Regions from separate parts of the Mus musculus genome. Here region 1 is linked to region 2. A link is a contact called in public promoter capture Hi-C data. All regions are on one chromosome and are shown on one strand. Each heading gives the region's core, a stretch centred on a gene start, on an enhancer-like site or on the middle of the called end of the contact. The rest is flanking DNA. Distances are from core to core; before and after follow the strand shown.

Evidence for each region. Promoter capture Hi-C pulls out the DNA fragments that hold promoters and counts their contacts.
Region 1: a contact with region 2 is called in a promoter capture Hi-C map of cranial neural crest. The contact joins the promoter of Dnaic1 here to the promoter of Aqp7 in region 2. A contact is called at or near these places in 4 of 39 promoter capture datasets (cranial neural crest, embryonic stem cells, hippocampal neurons and 1 more), 1 of 115 datasets of contacts at active chromatin or transcription factors (bone marrow-derived macrophages) and 1 of 9 other capture datasets (embryonic stem cells).

The regions. Positions count from the first base shown.
Region 1 is chr4:41,568,164-41,573,196 of GRCm38.p6, reverse strand. Dnaic1 (dynein, axonemal, intermediate chain 1) reads right to left here and starts at 3,403. Exons shown (of 20, transcript NM_175138.4): 1 at 3,179-3,403. The coding sequence starts at 3,205. Fam219a (family with sequence similarity 219, member A) reads left to right here and starts at 3,659. Exons shown (of 6, transcript NM_001159583.2): 1 at 3,659-4,020. The coding sequence starts at 3,961.
Region 2 is chr4:41,046,859-41,051,242 of GRCm38.p6, reverse strand. Aqp7 (aquaporin 7) reads left to right here and starts at 3,107. Exons shown (of 8, transcript NM_007473.4): 1 at 3,107-3,370. Gm25637 (a small nuclear RNA gene) reads right to left here and starts at 1,023; the gene lies at 917-1,023.

The DNA.
Region 1 (5,033 bases), core at 2,154-4,653, 520 kb before region 2:
ACCCTGGTTTGTCTTTCCTCTGGCACCTACTATCTCCTAATGCACCATGCACTTGACTTACTTAGTCCTCTCTTGACAAGTTACCTTCACGTGGAAGATAAGGTCCCTGAGAGCAAGGATTTAATTTGTGTCACTTCTTTCTGTGTCACCAGTGCCTAGGGCAGCACCTGGCACAGAGTAGACAGTCCATCTGCAGTTACTGCATAAGCTGGAGAGGCTACCTCAGGAGGATCTGGTGACCTCTTAGTCTCCTAAGCCACAGATGCACAGAGCCCTGCAGTGAGAGCAGCCACACAGAGACAAACCCAGAAGAACATGTTACACACGCATCTCCTTTTTGCCAGGCCCCACTAAGCTCCCTGCTATGACTCCCATCCCAGGCACATTCTCCTGCCTACCCAACAAACACACTCAGATGAAAACTCCCAAAGATCATGCATTCAGATTAATATTCAACCAACTCCTTTTCATAATTAAATATATGCAAGGTTTTATCCAAGTTACAGAGATCAACAATGAACAAGAATCCAGATTTGATCATTGCTACAACAAAGTTTACGCAGTGGCAGGCATGTCACCCTGTTCTGTTTTCAGAAAGTGGGCTTAGTCTTTTATAGGAAAATATGAATGCTATGTTGAAACTCAACAGACACACAAGAAAGAAAAAGGAAATTTAGGGCAGGGTAAGGTGAAGCAGATGGGGGTAGACAGGAAAGGCCACGAAGCAGGAGCATTTTCAGGGCCTAGAGCAGAAAGCTGTTGTGGATATCTCTCTAGAGGGAGAGAGCATGTCAGAGTGCTGGTGGGAGAGTTTTCACAAAGTTAATGGAAAGGCCTGAAGTAGACTGGGTAGTGATGACAGGGCCATTCAGGGACATCTGGGCCCTATGAACCCAGTTAGACTTTTGAGACTTTGAGGGCACAAGAAAATATTACATAGCATACATAGCAGATCTGGGGAGGTGATTTGGCCATTAAGAGCACACACTGCTCTTGCAGGAGACCGGAGTTTGATCCCCAGGGTCTACTTTGGGTGGCTAACTACCATCTATAATTCTAGCTCCAGAAGTATCTGATGCCTCTGGTCTCAGCAGCCACCTCCTCTCTCTCTCTCTCTCTCTCTCTCTCTCTCTCTCACACACACACACACACACACACACACACACACACACAGAGAGAGAGAGAGAGAGAGAGAGAGACAGAGACAGAGACAGAGACAGAGAGACAGAGAGAGAGAGAGACAGAGACAGGCAGAGAGAGAAGAGAGAACTTCAAAAGCACTAAAAGATCTGTTCATCAGAGTGACAGGAGCAAATAGTTTAAGCTTCTCACCGTCCTGTCCCAATCCTGACCTTTCCTTTCCTTTCCTTTCCTTTCCTTTCCTTTCCTTTCCTTTCCTTTCCTTTCCTTTCCTTTCCTTTCCTTTCCTTTCCTTTCCTTACCAGGATGAGCTTCTAAGTCCCACTGTCCTCCTTCCTCTCCGACGCCTCTCTACTGCCCCCACATGCATGCCTTTCTGCCCTTCAGCCCCAGGAGTAAGGCCTTCACACTTCTGCTCTGTTATAAAGGAAGACAGAGACAATGTCGCAAGCATGCCCCGCTTATCCCACACTTTAGTGCTTAGTATTGATCTAAATTGAATCTCAGGGAGACAAGACCATGATAAGCACAACCTAGCCTTTCCTTACAACACACTAGTATTTATATTGTACTAAAATACCCCTTCCCTCCAGCAGATGTGCCGGGCCCATTGGCCTAGGTTTTCTCGCCTTCCTCTCTGTTGTCACCTCTTTCTGCTTTCAATGTAGCTGTCACTGGTGTTTCGCCTGAGGAGACTGGAGAAACTCATTCTGTTTAAACTATAACCTGCCAGGAAAGCAAATCATCTGTGGTGAGAGAAAGCAGACCAGTGCTGAGGGGGCAGGAGGGAGGGAGACCTCAACTGGACTAAGGCACAGGGAATTTCTTGTAATTGAGGACATATTCTATGTTTTCATTGTATTCGCATAACAATTCTATCAAAACCTGAAGCATACAAAAGGGTCTGTTTTATTATATCTAACTAGCTTGACCTTGGTAATGTCAACTTAAAACAAACTGCCTATAAATTAAGGGTCTGCTGCCTTGAGCACAGAACAAGAGTTTCAAATCACAATTCCGCCTCAACATAAAACCAGGGCATGACCAATAAATACAAGGAGAGACAGCCTCTCAATGCCTACAGAGCTCTAAGACTGATCGGTTCTTCAGCTGTAGATGACACGTGTCAAAGAAGCAGAAGGCACAAAGTTGATATACAAGAACCTCTACCAAAATATGTGAAGTCTTAGATATCATGGGCACAGATTTGCTCTCCAAACCTCAATATACCTAGGCTTAAGTATAGAAAAGCATTTTGTTTGTTTGTTTGTTTGTTTGTTTGTTTTTAAAGTAGATGCTCTGCTAGACGTTAGGAAATAAAAGCAATTTCTATAGGACAGAAAGAGTCATTCTTTTATATCGCAGAATGCTCCTTGAGAACCTGAGACTAGCTTATCATGTGTGGTGATTTGGGGAGTAATTCAACTCTCCTGTGAGAAGGGATAACATATTGCCAGGTGACAGAAACATAACGTTCACAAGGCTAAGTGAATGAGGGTCTTATAAGAAGGAAACTTGTGTTGGAGGGCAGGGAACATGGTTAGAAAAAGGGTCTTTTTTTCTTCCTCTCTGACTTCTTGCTCCAAATTCCTGCACACGATCTGTTCTATTCCGTGTCTCCTGTGCAGTTCTCATGCCCCCTCTCTGAGTTCCCACATGGCAAATGTCCCCACTTACTTAGCTCTGCAGTGACCATGCTGCAGTGTTGAATAAAAAAATCCACTGGGACAAGAATGAGAGGGGAATGAGGAAGGGACTCAGTGGAGTGTTGGGAGATTAAGGGCGAAGACAAGACAAGATGGGTCTGTGAAGAGATGGAAGTAATAAGAAAAAACCAGATTCGGTTAAAAGTAAAATGACTGTGGGTTCAGGAAAATTTGGGAGAGGAGGGCAGGATTTGTGAGAAAGAACAGGAGAATCAGGTCAGTGGGAACACAAACCAGGAGTCACAAGAAAGAGAGGTTGGAGGTCAACAGGAAATAACTGGCGGTTAAGGTCAGAGGTCTTCAGAAGACAGCAGGCCACAGTAAGACATTACCTGCTTACGAATCTGTTTCGAGGGCATTGCCGCAAGAATAGAAAGCACCTCACACCCTGAAAAACCTACAAAACGCTTCCTCTCCTGGGGAGTAGTTTCTCCTTCTTGACCACACACAGGAAGTGCAGACTCTCTTCCACTTCAATTCCCAGTCACCAGGGTTCTTCGGGGACAGCTGACGTTGTGGGTCCTCGCGCCCTTGTAGAACAGCATCAGCTCCTCCCTGACGCGGTTACCCAGCAACCGACAGGCACCGGGTGCGCAGGCGCACCTAGCGCCCCCTCCGGACACGGGGAGGAGGCGGAACTTGGGCGCGCAGGGATCCTCTGGCCCCGCTAAGCCCCGCCTCCGCAGAGAAAGATAAGTCCGCCCTCCGCGCAAGGAGCTCCCGCAAGTGGGAAGGGCTGGGGCACCCAGACACCGCCTTCTCATGAATAATGCAGGATCCGGGCGGTGTCCCGGACCCGGAAGTGGAGTTGCAGAGTCACCGCAGTGGCTGAGCTGCTGACAGGAGGCGGCGGCGGAGGAGGAGGCGAGGCAAGACCTGCGGCTCCGCGGGGCTACTGCCGCGGTAGCTCTAGGCAACCCCACGGAGCTACGCCGGTCTCAGTCATCCCGCGAGCCTCTCGCCGCCTATCCATCCTTCCATCCGCCTATCCGCCCGACCGGTCCAGGGCGGCCTAGTCTGCATAATCTGCCGGGCTTCTGGGGCCGCCGCCCCGCGCGGTCCCATCGGCGTCCCTGGCCGCGCCCGGCCCCTGGCCCGCTCGCCCGCCGGCACCATGATGGAGGAGATCGACCGGTTCCAGGTGCCCACCGCGCACTCGGAGATGCAGCCGCTGGTGAGGGGGCGGGCGGCGGAGAGGCCAGGGCCGGGAGGGGCGCCGCTGGAGGGGAGGGAAGGAACTAGGCCGTGGGGATTGTGCGAGGGGGCGCCATCTGATAAGGTAGAGGGAGTCCTGAAAACGCTTTGCCGGGGGAGGGAGATTTGCAGAGCGAGAAAACCGTGGGAGATTACCAGCGGTGCGAGCGAAGGACCTGAAAGGGCGGAGGGCACGGTCAGCAGATGCAGAACGCCGTCGGATAGGACCAAGGGAGGCACTCTAGTGCACACCTCTAGTGGAGGGCAATTTAGGAGGATGTCACAGAGCATCTTTGGCAGCAAGCCCGGGGGGTCGGATGAGAAAGGCGTTTAGCTCCCCGAGGCCTGTGATGCTCAGGGCGAGGGAGGAGGCCAGCAGATCAGTCTAAGGAGGAAAGGAAATAGGCCTTTAGAAAAGGAGAGGCCTGCCCGCCGGTCCTTTAGATAAATATAGCAAAGCTGAGCAGGAACCAGGCCTTGATGGGGGCAGAGGTTCATTGCAGAACCTGGGAATTTCCTTCCTCTCGAGAGAGGAGCCCCATTTCGATCTGGGGGCATCGGGAAGGGGAAGAGTTTGCGGTGGCGAGATGGAGACTCAAGGGTGTCCATGGGAAGGTATCTCCAGGATAAGAGGTGGAGCTGTGCTGAAGTGGGCCGTGCCGACCGGTTCGGAATTCGGAAGAGCCCCTATCATCTTAGGCCTACGTGTTTGGAGTCTTTGCTGGGCGGGGATCCTGCCTCCGGTCCGTGGTCCTGGAGTCAGGCAGGAATGATGTCATCGATGCCGGCGCCGAGGGGATGGAAGGGGGAGGGCGATGCCAGTTTATGGAGGCATGGCCTAAAGAAGAAGGTGCCTCCTGGCCATTGCCCTGAGGCTACCTGACTGTCATTGCTGTCAGCATATGGGTAGGAAAGTCAGAGGCCTAGCCAGCTGGCCTAGAGAATAGAGAGGAAAGAATGTAGAGGCCATGTTCATTGCTTAACCCACCTTGG
Region 2 (4,384 bases), core at 1,858-4,357:
CCCCACCCAAGAAAATGTTTCTCTGTGGCCCCCTGGCTGTCCTAGAGCTTGTTCTGTAGACCAGGCTGGCCTCAAACTAGGAGGTCTGCCCGCCCCTGTCTCCTGAGTGCTGGGGTTAAAGGCGAGCACCACCATCCCTCGGCCCATAGCTCACTCTTGAACTCATCTCTGACTGGCGACAAAGACAGGTGTGTCCCTCTTTTTCAGGGTGCAACTCTCCTTTCCTGGAAGAAATGCAGCAGTCTGAACCCGCTTAGTGTCTGCTACGGAGCGAGCCAGAACCTTTAGCTGCTCTGGCTACAATCACGAGCTCTGGAAGGGTTGTTTTGGCAGAAGGATGTGGACGACTAGGAAAGTTCCAGACATGGCCCGGTCTCTGGCGCCCTCTAGAGGACAAAGTTTCCTCTTTATTCTGTGCTCTGGCGCCATTGTTTTTTCTTTTCTTTTCTTTCTTTTTTCTTTTCTTTCTTTTTTCTTTTCTTTCTTTTCTTTTCTTTTCTTTTCTTTTCTTTTCTTTTCTTTTCTTTCTTTTCTTTTCTCTTTTCTTTTCTTTTCTTTTCTTTTCTCTTTTCTTTCTTCTCTTCTCTTCTCTTCTCTCTTCTCTTCTCTCTTGTCTCATCTCTTCTCTCCTCTTCTTTTTTTTCTTTTTTGTTTTTTCGAGACAGGGTTTCTCTGTGTAATCCTGGCTTTTCCTTTTTCCTTTTTCCTTCTCTCTCCTCTCTCCTCTCTCCTCTCTCCTCTCTCTCTCCCTCTCCCCTCCCTCTCCCCTCCCCCTCCCCTCCCCCTCCCCTCCCCTTCCCCTCCCCTCCCCTCCCCCTCCCCATAGTTCTGGGTTAGTTTTACTTCCCAACACATGTCCAGTCTCCAGAACATTAAAAGGAACTGTACCAAAGCTCAATTAAAACAAAATTTACAACAAAATATGGAACACTTAAATTTATGTCATCCTTGTGCAGGGACCACACTAGACTTCTCTGTGTTTGTTCCAATTTCGGAATATGTGCTGCCAAGGGGAGTGAGCACCTCTTTCTTTTTAAAATTTATTTATTTTTTCAAGATTAGAATTTCTTTGTGGAGCTCTGACTGTCCTGAAACTCACTTTGTGGACCAGATTGGCCTCAAACTCAGAGATCCACCTGCTTCTGCCTCCCAAGTGCTGGGCTTAAAGGTGTGCAACCACCATAGCCCAGCCAGTGAACCGCTCTGCCCATTCTTTTAGTTTTTTGTTGGTTTCTTCTTCTTCTTCTTCTTCTTCTTCTTCTTCTTCTTCTTCTTCTTCTTCTTCTTCTTCTCTTCTTTTTTTGAGACAGGGTTTCTCTGTGTAGCCCTGGCTGTCCTGGAACTCACTCTGTAGACCAGGCTGGAACTTAGAAATTCTCTTGCCTCTGCCTCCTAAGTGCTGGAATTAAAGGCGTGCACCACCATGCCCGGCGTCCATTCTTTTAATACGGTGCTCTCATACTGGGCAAACTTTTTATAAACTAAGCTACTTTTCTTTTTTAAATATTTATTTATTTATTTATTTATTTATTTATTTATTACAAGTACACTGTAGCTGTTTTCAGACACACCAGAAGAGGGCATCAGATCTCATTACAGATGGTTGTGAGCTACCATGTGGTTGTTGGGACTTGAACTCAGGACCTCTGGAAGAGCAGTCAGTGCTCTTAACCTCTGAGCCACCTCTCCAGCCCCTAAGCTACTTTTCTTAAGTCTGCCCATACTGGCGACTCCCTGAAATTGTTTAGTGACAGCAATAGTGGTTTCACTTGAATGGAGGTGTGTGTGTGTGGGGTGTGTGTGTGTGTGTGTGTGTGTGTGTGTGTGTGAGAACAGGCCTCTGCAGGGTGGTGGCCACGCCTTTCAAGCTCAGTGCTCCAGAGGCAGAGAGGCAGCTCCAGAGGCTGGCCTCTGACTTTGAGGCCAGGGTTCTTTACAAAGTGAGTTCCAGGGACAGCTAGGACTAAACAAAGAAACAAACCAACAAAAACCCTACCTTGAAATAAAATAAAGCTGGGGTTTCATATAGCCATAGCCCAGGCTGTCTAGTCTAAACTTACTATGTAGTGGAGAATGACCTTGAACTCCCGGTTGTAGGCATGTGACTCTCGTCTCTGAGTCAGACTCTGACTGTAGAGCATTGTCTGGCCTGGGACTCACTCTGTAGACCAGTCTGACCTCATTTCCCCTGCTTTCCAATGGTGGGATTTCTGTGTAGTGATGGCCTGAGTTTTCTAGGCAGTTCAGGCTATGCTCAAACTTGTATTCCTCTTGTCTCTGCCTCATGGGTGCAGGCTACAGACACCCTGTTCAGTGATCTCTAGAAGACAGTCTCACTCCCATACAAGGCTTTTGGACAACCACATCTTATAACTTCTCCCATCGAGGTACTGTGTGCGTCTCCCTGGGCTTCCTGCCTATCACCCACCTCTCGATGACAGGCACCCACCCTCATGCTTTGGCACTGCAGCCCCTGCTGACACGTGCATGCCTGCCTGTTCTTCCTGGCCCCACCGGGCCCCTGAACCCAGACAAACCATTTGGCTGCAGGTGGTCTTCAGCTCCCTCTGACCTCACCCCCATAGTTGAGATCCCACGGCTGCCTTGAGCCAACAGCCCCGTGCTGGGCTAGCCTGGTTTTTCTCATAGAGCCTTGGGCATACTTTTCCTAAGATAGGCAGTGTCCAGAAGACAGGACCTGGAATGGGGGCCGCAGGAAACCAGGTCTGGCTTTTTTCCTCTTCTCCCAGATGGGGACCCCTGAGGAGAGGGCCTAACTCTCCTCCCTCTGCTTCAGGTGGAGGGCTCTCTGAGGACTGACCCAGAATTGTTTTTCCAGTCCTTCCACCTCTTCCACCTTTCTGTTACTTTCTGGAAACTTCTATGTACATCTCCATCTACACAGCTTTCTCTATAGCCTGGGTCTCAGGAACCTCTGTGGCCTTCTGCAGGCTACCTCTGGCTCTGGTCTTAGAGATAAGCCAGACACTTGGCATGTAGTACTGGCCTTTCCTCTGGGACTATGAGGCCCAGAATTCACACCTGGAACTCCACCTCTGACCTCACAAGGGCTGCCTCAGAACTCAGTCTCCATGGTGCTACTGGTAAGAACAGAGATGCTATTTTGGGCAGTGTGTATGGACTTGGCTTAAGTGGCATGGGCCAAACCCCTGCCCTACTGACCTCTCCCCTGGAGAAGCACAACAGAACTCACAGCCACCCTGGGGAGGGCCCAGAGGCAGGCTCAAGTGAGGACTCGGAGACCGCAGAGCTACAGTTCAGTTGCAGCTTGAGTCTGCCTCCCTGATAGAGAAACGGAATCAAGACCAGCTGTGAGACGGAGGCTGAAAGACACAGAGCACTTCAGAGAGTGAGCGGGGCTGCGGGTAGTCTGGGACAGGGGAGCCTCCTTGGGGCAAGCCCAGCAGGGGGTGTTTGGGAAAGAAAGTTCACCAGGAGTTGGAGTATGACTCTCTGTCCTGGTTCAGCCCTGTGTGGCCGTGTGACACGGACAGATTGGCTGTCACTTGGATGTGGCAGGATCATAGCTGCTGAGTGGAGCAGAGGGTGGGAGGGTGCATTGGGCTGCACCGTGGAGGGAGGAGAGGAGAGCAAACAGACTGGGCAGAAGTGAGGCAGGTCAGAGATGGGTCTGCTGATGGCATCTTCCTCAGGCACTTTAAGGTTAGGGATATAAATTGATGCTTCATCCAGAGAAAATCGGGTAGCGCCTGTCTGGGGGCAACTGTCAGGAGTTACCCTGGCAGTCTAAGAGGAGGATGGACTAGAGGGTAAGTTTCAGAGAGGTGGGAGAGTCAACTTTAGCACAACGTTAGTTATCCAAAGCTAAGTAGATGGCAGACTTGGGGAGGCCAAGAGGGCTTTTGAGGAGCCCCGGTCTTGAGGTCCAGGTTTCTGGGGTAGCATGAGTAGAGGGGGGGGGTAGGACACTTTCACATTGCTTGAGGCATTCTCACCTTCCTCCCTCTTCCCTCCTCCCTCCAGCTTGCCTGGGTTTGGGATAGCGCTGTCCTGATTGCTTCTCTCCAAGTTCTGAATCTCTCACTCAGCCCTAGGTGGTTCCTCTCCAGTACCACAGAGTCTAAAACTCAGAAAACAATGGCCGATATCAGGTTAAGGGACGCTCTGAAGATCTGGATTGAGGATACAGGGCTGGTGAGCAGGCTCTGTCTGCCCCGTGTAAATGGCAACTAGCTGACCCAAATCCATCGCCTTTGACTCTTGGTGATGACAGAGTCTGCACTAGTCAGGGTCCTGATCTCTTTACCTCCTCAAGCCTCCGCTCCAAGTCTTGCTCTCCCGGCTCTCCAGCCGTGCGCTGTCCTCAGTTGCTTTCTGTACACATGCTCAGACTCCCTCAACA